Linked DNA regions of Pan troglodytes: regions 2 and 3 are each linked to region 1. A link is a contact called in public HiChIP or PLAC-seq data. All regions are on one chromosome and are shown on one strand. The core of a region is the stretch at or near the end of the contact, and the rest is flanking DNA. Distances in the headings are between cores, read along the strand shown. Region 1 holds the start of TMEM258 (transmembrane protein 258). Region 2 holds the start of LOC104001207. Region 3 holds the start of BEST1 (bestrophin 1).

Region 1 (4,846 bases), core at 1,332-3,831:
AGAGATGCCTTGGACTCTGGTGCTCCACCGCCATGAAGAAAATGAGACCCAGAGGAGTTAGGTCACTTGCCCCAGGTCACACAGCTCATGAGGGCCGGAGCTGGGACTAGCCCTCAGACCTCCTGACACCTGAGTGCACCCTTCCTTATACCACCTTTCCAACTGTAGCACCCCTATTCCCCACCTCCACTCCAGCCAGGCCCCCTGCTCACTGTCCTGGAAATCCAAAGAACAAACTGAGCTCACCTGAACTTGGGAAATAAGGCCATAACCTGCCCCTGGGCATCACCAGCTCTCCTCTCCTCCTTACCTTCTCTCAGCCCCAATCCAATGTACAAAACCGGCGGAGTCCATGTACCTAGCATGGTTTCTCCCTGAGCTTCCCACATCACTAATGCTGTTCCTCTGGCTGCTCAGTGAAAGGATACACGAAGAACCAGGCGGTGAAGAACATGCCGATGGCCAAAAGCACCACAGTCAGATGGGGGAAGACAGCTGGGTTCACTGGGCTGGTATATCTGCTCATGGCCTCGAGCTCCTAGAGGAGGGAAAGAGATCAGAGCTATCAAAGAATCCCACGATTTCAGCCTGGAGAGAACATGGGGTTATCAAGGAGCTTGGTGCTGCTGTGAAACAGAGGCTGATTTTAGCCCGGAAATGTAGCTGCAGATCAATGGTCCTTATTAGCATTTTCTGAGGCCAATAATCTGACCACTATGAAAACGTGACTAAAGGTACGAACTCTCTGCCTGAGAAAAACCACATACAAGAAAAAGTTTGCCTACAATTTCCGGAGCTTTGTGGACCAGTGTCTATAGACACCAAGCTGAGAACCCCTGCTATAAGTCACTGACTGGTGGTACCCAGATCTCAATATCTTTTTTTTTTTGACGGAGTCTCCTTTTTTGGACGGCGTCTCACTCTGTCGCCCAGGCTGGAGGGCAGTGGCACGATCTCGGCTCACTGCAACCTCTGCCTCCCGGGTTCTAGAGATTCTCATACCTCAGCCTCTCGAGTAGCTGGGACTATAGGATTACAGGTGCGCACCACCACATCTAATTTTTGTATTTTTAGTAGAGATAGGGTTTTGCCATGCTGGCCAGGATGGTCTTGAATTCCTGACCTCAGGTGATCTGCCTGCCTCGGCCTCCCAAAGTACTGAGATTACAGGTGTGAGTTGCCGCGCCCAGGCTCAATTTTTTTTTTTTTTTTCAGACAGTCTTGCTCTATCGCCCAGGCTGGAGTGCCTGGAGTGCAGTGGTGCCAACTCGGCTCACTGCAAGCTCCGCCTTCTGGGTTCAAGTGATTATCCTGCCTCAGCCTCCCGAGCAGCTGGGATTACAGGCGTGAACCACCATGCCCGGCTAATTTTTTGTATTTTTAGTAGAGACAGGGTTTCACCTTGCTGGCCAGGCTGGTCTTGAACTTCTGACCTCCTGATCCGCTCGCCTCAGCCTCCCAAAGTGCTGGGATTACAGGAGTGAACCACCGCGCCTGGCCCTCAATTTCTAATTCAGTATTTTCCTCACTACCTATGCTATTATGGAATCTTGTGAGCTATGGTCAAGACATTCAAGTTCTGGTTCTGAGTAATCTGAGTCTGAGTAAAGCGATTGTAATATCTATTTCACAGAACTGAAAAATAAGAAAGATGATGAATCAAAGCATCTAGTGCCTGGCAGGGAGTATTTTGCTCAACAGGTATTTGCTTCCTTCCTAAGGCTGTAGGGAAGATGATGAGATAATGCCTTTTATGAAAGAGGGCTGTAAACGTAAAGATCTGTACAAATGTTAACTTCATTGTCACCCGTCAGCCAATGCTTCTAAAATCCAGAACATAACAACTCTAGAGAAGTAAACTGCCCCCATTGTTCTGAGACACTGGAATTCAATTCAGTAAACAATCACGGCCCCCTTCCCCCAAAATGATAAAGACAATCACTGCCATTTATTGAGCTTCCAATTACGGGCCCTCTGTTTGGCACTGAGAATACAAAGATGAATAGACATCATCCCAGAGCTAGATGCGCGTCAGACGGTGGTCACTAGGAGGCGTGGCCGAAAACAAAGAAGTCCATGGAACGTGGCCAGAGATCTGTACAGAGGCTGTGGGCGCTCCTAGGAAAGTCTGGCCAAGTGCCTGAGAGTTGGAAGTGCTTCACCAAGAAACATTTGCCCAGGGCATTGTAGGATGGGCACGGGTTCGGCAGAAGAACTTTCCAGATAAAGATAACACACCACCGATAACAGAGATATACAAACTGGAAGGTATTCAAAATTCGCCCCACGCCTCTCGCCCTTAGAAATCGCGAGCTGAGAAACCTAAGGAGTTCATGGCAAGGGGCTTCCCCCTTCCCCACCCTTCAGCCCAAGCCGGAGGTTCCAGGAGCGTCTAGCCCTCTGGATCTCCGGCGTCTGAGAGAAGCGCGGTGTGGGTCAGACCCCGAGGGGGTCCTCGCATCTCCGTCTGGAACTCCCCTCAACGCTCTCACCATTATACCCCGCGCAGGCTAATCCGCCGCTCCGCCACCGGAAGAACACGTCGGCAGGAGCAGGCGCCTAGCACAACCGGAAAAGGAAGTGCCTCCGGCGCAAGTGGCATTGAGGGACTTGTAGTCCTGCGATTTAGGGTGTAGAGGGAGCAGGGGCCTGCGGGGACCTGGTGTGGGTGGAGTGGGGACGAGCGGTGGAGAAGGGTACGCCAGGGTCGCTGAGAGACTCTGTTCTCCCTGGAGGGACTGGTTGCCATGAGAGCAGCCGTCTGAGGGGACGCAGCCTGCACTACGCGCCCCAAGAGGCTGTGCGTGGCGAGCAGGTCACGTGACGGGAGCGCGGGCTTTGGAAGGCGGCTGAACGTCAGGCGACCCGCCGCTAAGCTGAGAAGGGAGAGCGGGCTTAGGACCGCCTGCCCGGGGCAACCCCGAACCAAGCTTTAGCCGCCGAGGCCTCGTGTCCCAAAGGCCAGGTGAGACCCCATGGGAAGCGCCTCCGGGAGCGACGGGGTCCGCTTGGCGCTAGGGGCCGTGGGGAGCCGGGGTCTGGAGTGCGCGGGATTCGCAGTCAAGAGGTCCCGCCACTTTTCCCCCTGTGAGCCTTGGGCCAGTCGCCTAAGCTCCGAGCCTCTCTTTCCTCCATTGTAGAAAAGCGGTAATAAGTTCCACCTTATGGGGTCGTGTTGTATTTTTCCTAAGACCTTGGACGGGAAACATTTCTGACACTTGAGTTGTTTAGGCCCCTTTCCTGCCTACCTGTCTGTGGGACGCCGTGAGGGGATCAAGGGCTACATGGCCTGGTCCTCAGTCCACACTCCAGCAGCGCGGCCGGCTTGAGGCAAGAGCCGAAGGGTTGAACAGGCCTGGAGAGGGGACATTAGAGGTTTCCGTCTGTTGTCTCAGTTAACCCTGGCAGCAGCCCTGAGAGACAGGCATGGTAATCGTTCTTCTTCTGTAGACGAGAAAATAAACCTCAGTGGCTTGGTAACGTCACACGGATGGTAAATGCCGCGCCTAGATTCAAGGCCAGAGCTTTTGCCGCTGCAGTTCACAGGGGAATTATTCATATTAATCAAATGAATAATTCATTGCCAATTAATTATTAATTGATTAATAATCCAGGGATGGACCTGGAAGGACGCGTGAGAGGATGGCGAGAGGAGGGCACAGCTAAGGAAAAGTGGGAAAAGGCGGGCCTTATTCCAGCTTTCTGTTGAGATCCCAGAATGTAGGGTTAGGTTGGGAACCAGAACATGAAAGGTCGTGATGCCATGCTGAAGTGTTTGGACTGAATTAGAAGGAAGAATTGAACAGTCATTGATGCTCTAGAAAGAACTCTGTGAAGAAAGAGTGGGAACAATGAAAAGGCCTGATGGAGTCTTTCGTTTCTTCTTTCTCTTTTCTTTTGTCTTCTTTTCTTTTCTTGACAGGGTCTTGCTCTGTTGTCCAGGCTGGAGTGTGGTGGCACAATCATAGCTCACTGTAGCCTGGAACTCCTGGGCTCATGTGATCCTCCCACCACGGCCTCCCAAAGTGCTGAGATTACTGCCCAGAGCCTCTGTGCCTGGCCCCAGTAGAATATTTCTTGGAGTATTGGATACATACCAACAGTGGGCACAAGATGAGTTTTTTATTTTTTTGAGACGGAGTCTCACTCTCTTGCTAGGCTGGAGTGCAGCGGCACAATCTCGGCTCACTGCATTCTCTGCCTCCTGGGTTCAAGCGATTCTCCTGCCTCAGCCTCCCGAGTAGCTGGGATTACAGGTGCACACCACCACACCCAGCGAATTTTTTTTTTTTTTTTTTTTGTATTTTTAGTAGAGACAGGGTTTCACCGTGTTGGCCAGGATGGCAAGATGATTTTAAATTGCACCCCCTAAAAATCCTTTTTAATAGTTATACATTTAATACATATTAAAATATAACTAATAGAACACAAATATTATTGCTTATGAGTTTTCCAGTTTAGTTTTTAAAAAAAAATTCTAAGTGAATGAAAGTATGGGTTTTAGTTGGAAGTAGCAAAAATCGTGAGGGTGATTTGGGAAACACTGCTATCTGGGAAACACTGAACTCTGAAGTGCAATACTCTTTTGAGCCCAGTGACTACAGCATGCCAGACCCCTAAATCAGGACCTGGGGAGGAGCCATGGAGTTAACATTTCAGACTGAGTGGTGGCGAGAAAACGCAAAGGGAAAGACTTGAAACTCTAGCAACATTATAATAAAAGTAGAAACTCTTATGTGCTGAGGCGATGATGAAGAGAGTTTAGAGAAGCTTGTGAGAAAGCCACATCACCTCCATTCAGATATGTTTGCAATCCTTTTTCAAGGCTGCCTTATTAGTCAGGGTT
Region 2 (4,846 bases), core at 1,060-3,559, 240 kb after region 1:
TGAATGAGAATAGGTTAATGCATCTCTACCAACTAACCTAGAAGTCAGCAAGCCCATCATCTCTAACCACCACGTTTTGGCAAAAGGGACATTACTATTTACCTAATTTAGTTTAGATGGTAAGCCTAAAAAAGCACAAAAGGCAAAAGCCCAGTGTATCATCACTTTATAAGGGCAATTGCTAGTTTAAGTGATTTCTGATACCCGAACACTGCCAGATGATGAAGTATGACACCCCTAGGATCTTTTGTTCACCTTGATATCCTGAAGGAAGATTCGGCCACCTCGTTGGTTCTGCAGCTTCATCAGTTTCTCAGCATGTTCTCTCTCCTCATGAGATTGGTGAAGAAAGTATTTGGCAAAGTTCTTCAAAGCCACATCATCGCGGTCAAAGTAGTAAGACTGAAAGGGGAACACTGAATGTGTTATACTAGGGATCCCCAGAAACAGGTAGCTGTGACGGTCTACAGGGAGGCAAGATGGTCTCGTCAGCCTAGGCTTCCTTTCTCAAAGCACAGCATGAAGGAATCAGTGCCTAAGGAGACTGGGGGCAGATGAGCTACTGGATTGAACCCAAGAGTAATGTTTCTATTCTAAAATAGAAAACTGAAACTTGATCCTTGAAAGTTAACTTCAAGGAACCTTTAGGATATTATGGGCATTGCCTGGGGCAATGTCTTAAGGATCTGTATTACTGCACAGAAAACTTACAGCCAGTGTCAGAATTCATTGTCTGATGAGAGGGCGCTGGAGTACTGACCCTGCACTTAGTCCTTTTCTCCTCCCTGCTCCTGTATTAACCATGTTAAAGCAAGGTTAAAACTGAGCTCAGGAGTCTGCCAGCTGTACCACATATTTATTTATAAAATTAAAAACCCCTGCTGGGTGCGGTGGCTCAGCCTGTAATCCCAGCACTTTGGGAGGCCGAGGCAGGCGGATCACGAGGTCAGCAGATCGAGACCATCCTGGTCAACATGGTGAAACCCCGTCTCTACTAAAAATAAAAAAAAATAGCTGGGCGTGGTGGCGTGCGCCTGTAATTCCAGCTACTCAGGAGCCTGAGGTAAGAGAATCACTTGAACCCAGGAGGCGGAGGCTGCAGTGAGCCGAGATCGCGCCACTGCACTCCAGCCTGGGTGACAGAGCGAGACTCTGTCTCTCACACACACACACAAATTAAAAACCCCCATGCAAGGTGGCAAATGTGGACAGTATGTTGATGTAAACATACTTTTATAATAGTTATATCACAAAAATTTGATTTTCAGTTGTAGACATTTGATGTAGTCAAGTGTTTGTGAAAGGCAGTGACAGTCACAGAAATACAGGCCTGTTTTCAAATCCATTTGGAACACATTTATTCTTGGGATAGTTTGGACAATCACAAGGCAATTCTAAGGAAGACTCCCACGACACTGCCTAAGACCAAGATTTGGGAAAATTGATTCCACTGATCACTGAAAAATTTCTTGCCCAGTAACTGTCGGTGGACTTTATCCAAGAACTGGGGGTTCAATTAGTAGGCCAAACTCCACACCTCTTACGGTAAGATACATAAAAGATAAATTAAGTTCCCTAGGCGCAAGGTCAGGTGACACTTCGGTGACTGCAGAAGGGGCGATTCCTAGAGATATGCTTCAAAGCAAGTGGGACTTAGAGATAAGCAGAGCCGAGAGGTGGATACGGCTGCTCGAGAGGGATCTACCCACAAGATAAGCCACCTCCCGCCAGCCCCCAAGGTTTGCTATTCGACACCGTTACCCAGCAGCTCCGCCACACACAGGCGGACGGGAGCTGGATACCTAAGCAAAAAACGCTGGCATTTAGGGCCAAATGCCGGAGGCAGAGGAAAAGATGGGAGAGCAAAACTCCACCTTCCTAACCGCAGGATTGATCACACAGGCTGGCAGTCTTGCAACCCCAGGATTTCAGGACACCAAGCTCTCCTTAAAAAAGAAGGGTGTGCAGAGGCGGCCCTGGCCTAGGAGGGAGCATTCTCAGGGTACAGCCGAGAAGAACCAGCTGCCCCGACTTTCTGCGCCAGAGAAGTCCTCGGAAACCTCGAGCAGCCTCCATTTTCCAGAAGGGCGCAGGGAGGCGGGGGAGCCCGCGGGTGGCCACACCCCCGGCCCGCCCCAGCGCGCGCCCCGGGAACCGCGCCCGGCCCCCGCCACCGCTTAGGCCCGCCCGCGCTCACCATGGACAGGTAAACGTAGGAGGCGTAGAGCTCCAGGTTGATCTGGCGGTTGATGGCGGCCTCTGAGTCCTGGTGGTAGTTCTGGCGCACCTGCGAGGTGGACGCGGTCGTCATGGCGGCGACTAAGGAGAGGCGGCGGCGGCGGCGGTGGCTGCGCGGCGCTGGAGCGGCGGCGGGGGCCTTGGGGCAGTCCGAGGGTGCGGTGAAGAGGTGACGGAGGGCTGGCTGTGGGCGGCCGGCCGGGGTGGGGGACGAGCGCCGGGTTCCGTCCAAGCACTGTTGAAGCAGGAAACCCCGACGACTCTCGGCGAAGAACGTCTGGCCCTGCGGGTCGCTTTTGGTCTCTTATAGCCGCGTCGGCGTCAGGCCCGCCCCGGCCAATCAGCGCTGCCCGCCCCGAGCCCGCTCCTTCCGGTGGGCGCGGGACCCCGCCCCTGCTGTGGGGGAGGGGCGGCCGCTGGAGGCCCTCGCGCGCTCTGGCGGAGCTCGGGAGCGGGGACCGGTAGCCGACTGCCTCTGGGACAGCGGTGGCGTCTCTGTGCCCGTTTAGTGGAGTTGGAGGGAAGCTGCGAGGAGGCGCAGGAAGTCCACCTCAGAACCCCCCCCCCCCCGGTCTAGGGGCGCCCGGGCGTTGGAACCGGCGGGGGAAGGGTGCGGGGGCGCATGGGGTGATCCTGATTCGGCTCCCATTTTCCCGAACGGGCACCCTGAGGCTCCTGGCCCGGGGCATGGTGTTAAAAATCATAGCTGCGGAGAAGCCCTTGTGACACCTTGCTGCAGATTGGGAAGCTGCAGATTGGGAAGGTGGAAGGTGGAGACGCGGTCCTTAGGTGGTCGAGCGCATTTTCTCTTCCTCAGAGTCCAGGAAGGAGCGCGATGGAGAAGTGGGGCGCACGGCGGGTTTCGGGTCCGCCCCTGCCCTTCCGACTCCTCCGACCACGTCTGCCTTTGGCTGAAAGCAAATATGGCTCCGTGTGCAGTTTCTGCAACAAAGGCTGGGCGGGCCGGGTTTCCCTAGGGATGGGGACCGCCTCCCCGGGGAGTCGTGGGGGTGAGCCACCGGGGCCTCCGAGAGAATCGCTGGTGTCGCTTCGCACCCAAGGGACACATCTCGGGTTAGAAAGGAGAAACGACGTGGATCTAAAGGCGAAGCCCATGCTGAGGACTTTTCAAAATGGCCTCTTATCGGCCCCACTCACAGGAGCTTCAGGCTTCGGTGGCCCTGTAGGACAACCCTGGGGTGTCATTGGAGAGAAGCTGACGGGGTTAATGGCGGGTGACAGGTGAAAGAGACCCCGGAGGGGTGGGGCCAGTGTGTGTGGCTTGCAGCTGAGTCCCAGGCACAGGGTGGATGTGAATTTATGGGTGGCAGAGCTAGAGCTAGGCCCTAACCTTACCTAGGTCCTGGCTTCGAGGTCCACTGTTCTGTCGCGTCTTTTGACGCATCGGTGGAAGAACTGAATTTCAGGATGCTCACAAACCTGCAGCTGGAAGCTAGACTTCCAAACCTTAGTTTAAAAAAGCAACTCTCCTGAAATACTAAAATAAATTGCCGACGGAATTAGGGTGATTTCTTTTTCACGGTTTCATTTAAAAATGCACCTATGTTATTTGCAGGAAAAACGTTTTAGTGGTGCTAGAGCTACAAGAATAAGGTAAACAGAAGGATGCTGCTAGACCAGGAGAGTACCTTACCCAGTCTGGGATAGGAGGAGGTCGGGGAAGCCCTCCCTAAGCAAGACACGTGAGCTGAGTTTGAAGAAAAAGTTAAAAGGAAGGTGAAGTGCGGGAGAGAAACAGGGAAGGGAATTTGGAGCAGAGTGAACAGCATATGCAAAGGTGTGGCAATGTGGAAATGCATGGCCTGTTAAAGCTGCCTTAAGAAAATATGTTGCCTGGGGCTGGGCGCGGTGGCTCATGCCTGTAATCCCAGCATTTTGGGAGGCCGAGGCGGGCGGATCACTTGAGGTCGGAGTTGGAGATCAGCCTGGCTAACTAACAAGGCTAAACCCTTCTCTACTGAAAATACAAAAATTAGCCGGGTGTGGTGGCATGCGCCTGTAATCCTAGCTACTCTGGAGGCTGAGGCAGGAGAATCGCTTGAACCTGGGAGGCGGAGGTTGCAGTGAGCCGAGATCGCGCCTTTGCACTCCAGCCTGGAAGACAAAACAAAACTCCGTCTCAAAAAAAAAAAAAAAAGAAAGAAAGAAAGAATGTTGGCCTGGAAAGTACAGTTTATGTTGGGGGATGCTGGTTAGGGTGGAGAATAGGGGCAAGATCGGGCAGGGTTGTGTTCCATAAAAAGAGGTTAAACTTGATCCTAGAGACAGCATAGAGACACCTCATTAGCTTTGTTTTTAGAAACCTTACACTGGGAATCTCTTAGGATAAGAGTATAGCAAAGTCACCATATATAGGATCCAAAGCTTTCCTTTATAACAGTAACCACCAGTTAGAAAATAGGGGGAAAAAGAATGGGAAAAAAAATGTTTTTCACTTACATTGACAACAAAAGCTTAAAGTACCTTGGAATAAAGTTAACAAGAAATATATAGAAAAAACTATAAATGCTTACTGCTGGACAAAAAAACAAATTCAAAAAGCCTAGCATAAATGAAGAGGTACCATATTCCCAAATGGTCGGTCAAT
Region 3 (4,846 bases), core at 1,603-4,102, 220 kb after region 1:
GCTTGATAATGGTCTAGTATCCAGAATATATAAATAATTCTAACAGCAACAAGAAGGCAAACAATCCAACTGAAAAAATGGGCAAAAGACTTGGATAGACTTTCTCCAATGAGGATAAACAAACAGCCAATAAGCACATGAGAAGATACTTAACATCGTTTGCCATCTGGGAAATGAGAATCAAAACCACAATGAGATACTACTGCACACCTACTAGGATGGCTTTAGCATCAGTAAATATGTAAACACTACATACATAAGTGGAAAAGGTGAATTTTACAGGACACGGATTGCCCCTCAATATTAAAATTATAAAAAAAAGACTGGAAGGAAATACATCAAAATGATAACCTTGTTTGGGAGTTTGTTTTGTTTTGTTTTAAACTGCTCTGTAGTTTCCTAATTGTTTATAACAAGCATTTAGTCCTTTTGAAGTGTAAGCAATAGTCTTAAATCTCTCTTATAGTTGTATAAAGCAGGCATACATGAATCTTCCTCCCCTCCCCTCCCTTCCTCCCTCCTTCAAAATAAATTAAAAACTTTTGTGCATCAAGGAACCTCCTCGACAAAGTAAAAAAGACGACCTGCAGAATGGAGTCCTCCCTACCTCCTTCCCTTCCTTCCCTTCCTTCCTTTCCTTCCCTTCCTTCCTTCCCTCCCTCCCTCCCTCCCTCCCTCCCTCCCTCCCTCCTTCCTTCCTTCCTTCCTTCCTTCCTTCCTTCCTTTGTTGAGACAGGGTCTTGCTCTGTCACCTAGTCTGGACTGCAGTTCTGAGCTGGTGTGATCATAGCTCACTGCAGCCTCAAACTCCTGGGCTCAAGCAATCATCCGACCTCAGCCTCCCAAAATGTAGGGATTATATGTGTGAGCCACTGCACCAGGGCAGATTCTGCATTGGTAACAAGCTTCCAAATGATGTAACTGGGCCCCAGACCTCAGTTTGAGAAGCCAGGTTCTAGAAGTCAGCAGCAGGAAGGAATGGACCAATTAAGCAAATCAGCAAAGCAGAGGGACCACAGAAAAAAGGACGATGCTCCCGGGCCCCTCCCCCGGGACATATTTACACTAAAAATTATTCACTTTTCTATCTGAAGTTCTTATTTGCCCGACTGTCCTGTAGTTGTTTTGCCAGGATGTCATCTAATGTTTGTTTTTGTTTTGGACACGGAGTTTCGCTCTTGTCAACCAGGCTGGAGTACAATGGTGCAATCTTGGCTCACTGCAACCTCTGTCTCCCAGGTTCAAGTGATTCTCCTGCCTCAGCCTCCCCGAGTAGCTGGGATTACAGGCATGCGCCACCATGCCTGGCTAATTATCTTTGTATTTTTAGTAGAGACGGGATTTTGCCATGTTGGCCAGGCTGGTCTTGTATTCCTGACCTCCCGTGATTCACCCGCCTCAGCCTCCCAAAGTGCTGGGATTACAGGTAGGAGCCACCACGCCTGGCCTGGCCTGTAGTTTTATTGGCTAAGTCTGGTAGCCCTAGCATGGGTGGAGAAGGCTGTAGCTGTGGAAGCCCAGCCAGTCTGCATCTGAGGCAGGGAAAGGCAGCTAAGGCAGCCTGCCATCAGCCCATTGACCTGACAGATAGGGGCCAATGTGGCTTACTCCTCATCTAGCCTACCCTTGTGCCGTCCTCCCCCACATCCATCCACCATGACAGATGGATGACCCTTCCTCTTCCCCAGGGGTTGTTTTGATGAGTAGATGACATTTCTAAAGAGCGCTTAGTGCACTGCCTGACACCTGGTAAGTGGTCAAGATGGGGAGAACTGATTGTTTCTACTATTCTTTCCCTCTCACAGTGGCCACCGCAGCGCTAAACACGGTCGGTCGGCATTCAGTGCTCGCCGTGGAAGCGAACCGCAGGAGCATCCTGGGGCAGCGGGGAGTTGCTGCACTCACCTAGACAGGCGGCCTACTGTGACTTCATGCAAGTCATTTTCCTTCTCTGTGCCTCAGTTTCTTTGTCTGCAAAACGAGCAGCTGGACGAGAAACTTACCATTCTTTCACAGCACGTCAAACTCAACATGCCCATTTGAGCTGAAGACACTGAGGCTACTCACTGGGTGTGAACCTTTGACGGCATCCAGGCCCTGCACAGTTGTCTAGGAGAAGCCTGACCCATGATGTCCTTTCTGATACCCACCTGCCACGAGCCCCAGTTCTGAGCTGGAGGGGTGGGGGTGGGTGGAAGGTGGAGAGTGGTCAGTGCCTCACCTGGCCAACTGCAGCCTGGCAGAGTCCATGGGGGACCTCGCAGCACAGTGGATCCTCTTGCCTCGTGTCTCTAGTTGGTCCAGCTCTGGTCTATTCCATGCTATTCCGTTGTCATGGGCAGGACTGGGTTTGATGAAGTTGGACCTAGGTGTATCCCAGCCTCTCCTGGTTTCTGTCGTCTTTCTGTGGTGCCCAGGGCTTATGTTTCTATCTCTTTGAATGTTGAGTTTACTCCACCCTTCAGGGATCAGGGCTGCCTGAGCTCAGGGTGGAGGTGCTGTTGTCTGTCTGGCTTCCGGGCCCTGGACTGGCAGTGTCCCCCAGCACCCCTGTCCAGCTATGCCAAGCCCCCTCCTTTTCTTTCTTGGCCTCTGCCCTATTTGTTCTGTGACTGGCCCAAGAGAGGGGTGTGGGCTGGCAGGTGTCCCACATAAAGCCTGGAGGCAGCATCCAGGCCTGGCTGACTTACCCCGGGGCCCCCTGCCTACTGCCCCCAGCCAAGCTGGGTCTCCTTCTTCCTGCCCAGCTGAGGCAGGGCCTAGAAGGGCACCGAGGCAGGCCCTCTGTGATGCTCCTGTTGCTATGGTAATTCTAGATGAGAAGGCCATAGCATTCTGTGTCTGGCACCCCCGCGCATCTCCCCAGCTCTGCCCTGCTGCCCCAAGAGATGGCTCTCTGCTGGGAAGCTCGAGAGCTTGGAATCTGCTGCAGTCAAAGTCTCTTCCATGCGGCCAGGCACAGTGGCTCATGCCTGCAATCCTAGCACTTTGGGAGGCCGAGGCGGGTAGATTACTTGAGGTCAGGAGTTCAAGACCAACCTGGCCAACATGGTGAAACCCCATCTCTACTAAAAATACAAAACTTAGCCGGAAATCACTTGAACCCAGGAGGCAGATGTTGCAGTGAGCCAAGATCATGCCACTGCACTCCAGCCTGGGTAACAAAGCGAGACTCCGTCTCAAAAAAAAAAAAAAAAAAAGTATCTTTCATGCAGGCCCCATCCTTTGGACCTCCCTTCAACCCCAAGAGAGACCACTACCCTAGCAGGTAAGACTCTATCTCTCAGAAACTGACCTTTACTGTAGAGCTGATAGTGGGAAAGGGCTCAGGATCCAAAATCAAAAGACCTAGATCCTAGTCTCAAGCCATTTATAGCTGTGTGACCTTGGACAAGGCAGGCCTTGAGCTTCAGTGTCCTCCTTTGTAAAATGTGGATAAACATGCGATACTGAATCATCCTTCAGGAATAGCTCTATGACTTTCCGTAGGTTGTTCCCCTGATGTGTAATGCTCTTCCATTCTTCTCCGCTCCATGAACTCCTACTCATGCTTCAAGACCCAACCGAAATGCCCCATTGTCTGTAAAAATTTCCCTGACCTCTGTGCACTTGGCACAGATCTTAGGCCTTGCCATTCTGTGTTAGAGTTGTTATTTAAGTGTTTCCAAATTTTTTGACTATGAATACGTACAGGCAGGAATCAGATTAGGCTCAGTTCTGGAAGGAGAAATGGTTTGGCGAATATTTTCTTTGCGGAACAGAAAGCAGAAGAGGGCGACCTTGACTGGGTTGGGTGCCATCTCTGCAGGGGTCAATCCTGGGACTCTTGTTCCAGGCACGGCTTGGGTCAATCAGCACTCATGACTTTGCTGTGTGCCTGAGCCGTGCCTGGCTAACTGGGGACATTTTCATAGCTGAGACCCAGTAGGAGAGACCATGACTTGTGCCAGGGTGTGCCTGTCTCAGCTCTGGGGCAGGGCCAGGAGCAGCTGCTCATGGGATGTCTCTGGGGACATGCTGGGGCCTCTGGGAGGGGAAGGGAGACTGGGCATGCACTGTCGATGGTCCTGGTGGTACTCCTGGGATATTGCCAAGGAGCCTGCGGTTGAGGGAACAGGGAGGAGGGACTCTAGTGTCTCCAACTCCCTCTCATGGCTCTATGGCTGCTGGTCGGGGTCAGGGAGATGAAGCAGTGCCAGCTCCGTGGTCTACGCTGATCCTGACCAGTGAACCAGGCTTCCCCAGCCAGAGCCAGCTAGTCAAGCACGCTCTCTAGTGGCCACCACAGGGAAGGCAAGAACTTGTCTCCACAAAGGCAGGATTTTCATTTATTCCTTCAGAGAGTACAGAATGAGCATCAATGTTCCAGGCATGGTGCCAGGCATGTGTGTTAACTTTAGTTAAAACATACTTATTGGCTGAGTGTGGCGGCTCACTCCTGTAATCCCACCACTTTGGGAGGCCTAGGTGGGAGGACTGCTTGAACTTAGAGCTCAAGACCAGCCTGGGTAATGTAGTGAGACCCTATCTCTATAAAAAACAAAAATAGCTGGGTGTGGTGGTGTGCGTCTGTAGTCCCAGCGACTTGGGAGGCTGAGATGGGAGGATTGCTTGAGCCTGGGAAGTGGAGGTTGCAATGAGCCAAAATCACACCCATTGCACTCCAGCCTGGGTGACCTTGTCTCAAAAATATACTTATATATTTACTTATATATTTATATGTATAAATATATGTGTACATACAAATAAATATATTTGTAATATTATAGACATATTAATACGTATTTACATATGTTAATATATAAATATATATAATATATATTTGTTTATCATCTTCTAAATGGAA

What was found. HiChIP or PLAC-seq counts read pairs in DNA pulled down with a chosen protein or histone mark.
Region 2: a contact with region 1 is called in an H3K4me3 HiChIP or PLAC-seq map of stem cell-derived excitatory neurons, with 2.7 times the contacts expected there. The contact joins the promoter of LOC104001207 here to the promoter of TMEM258 in region 1. A contact is called at or near these places in 1 of 7 Hi-C or Micro-C datasets (stem cell-derived neural progenitor cells) and 1 of 1 datasets of contacts at active chromatin or transcription factors (stem cell-derived excitatory neurons).
Region 3: a contact with region 1 is called in an H3K4me3 HiChIP or PLAC-seq map of stem cell-derived excitatory neurons, with 6 times the contacts expected there. The contact joins the promoter of BEST1 here to the promoter of TMEM258 in region 1. A contact is called at or near these places in 1 of 7 Hi-C or Micro-C datasets (stem cell-derived neural progenitor cells) and 1 of 1 datasets of contacts at active chromatin or transcription factors (stem cell-derived excitatory neurons).

What each region holds. Positions count from the first base shown.
Region 1 is chr9:64,040,507-64,045,352 of NHGRI_mPanTro3-v2.0_pri, forward strand. TMEM258 (transmembrane protein 258) reads right to left here and starts at 2,582. Exons shown (of 4, transcript XM_003951907.5): 1 at 2,493-2,582; 2 at 429-538. The coding sequence starts at 2,495. It overlaps FEN1 (flap structure-specific endonuclease 1), which reads left to right and starts at 1,813. Exons shown (of 2, transcript XM_016921032.4): 1 at 1,813-2,268.
Region 2 is chr9:64,280,080-64,284,925 of NHGRI_mPanTro3-v2.0_pri, forward strand. It overlaps LOC104001207, which reads left to right and starts at 2,310. Exons shown (of 3, transcript XM_009423374.5): 1 at 2,310-2,407; 2 at 2,549-2,699; 3 at 2,945-3,606. The coding sequence starts at 2,310. The coding sequence ends at 3,484. It overlaps FTH1 (ferritin heavy chain 1), which reads right to left and starts at 2,952. Exons shown (of 4, transcript XM_001140124.8): 1 at 2,198-2,952; 2 at 256-402. The coding sequence starts at 2,311.
Region 3 is chr9:64,258,492-64,263,337 of NHGRI_mPanTro3-v2.0_pri, forward strand. BEST1 (bestrophin 1) reads left to right here and starts at 2,853. Exons shown (of 12, transcript XM_063782962.1): 1 at 2,853-3,019; 2 at 3,216-3,268. It overlaps RAB3IL1 (RAB3A interacting protein like 1), which reads right to left and starts at 2,797. Exons shown (of 9, transcript XM_054662338.2): 1 at 2,222-2,797. The coding sequence starts at 2,250.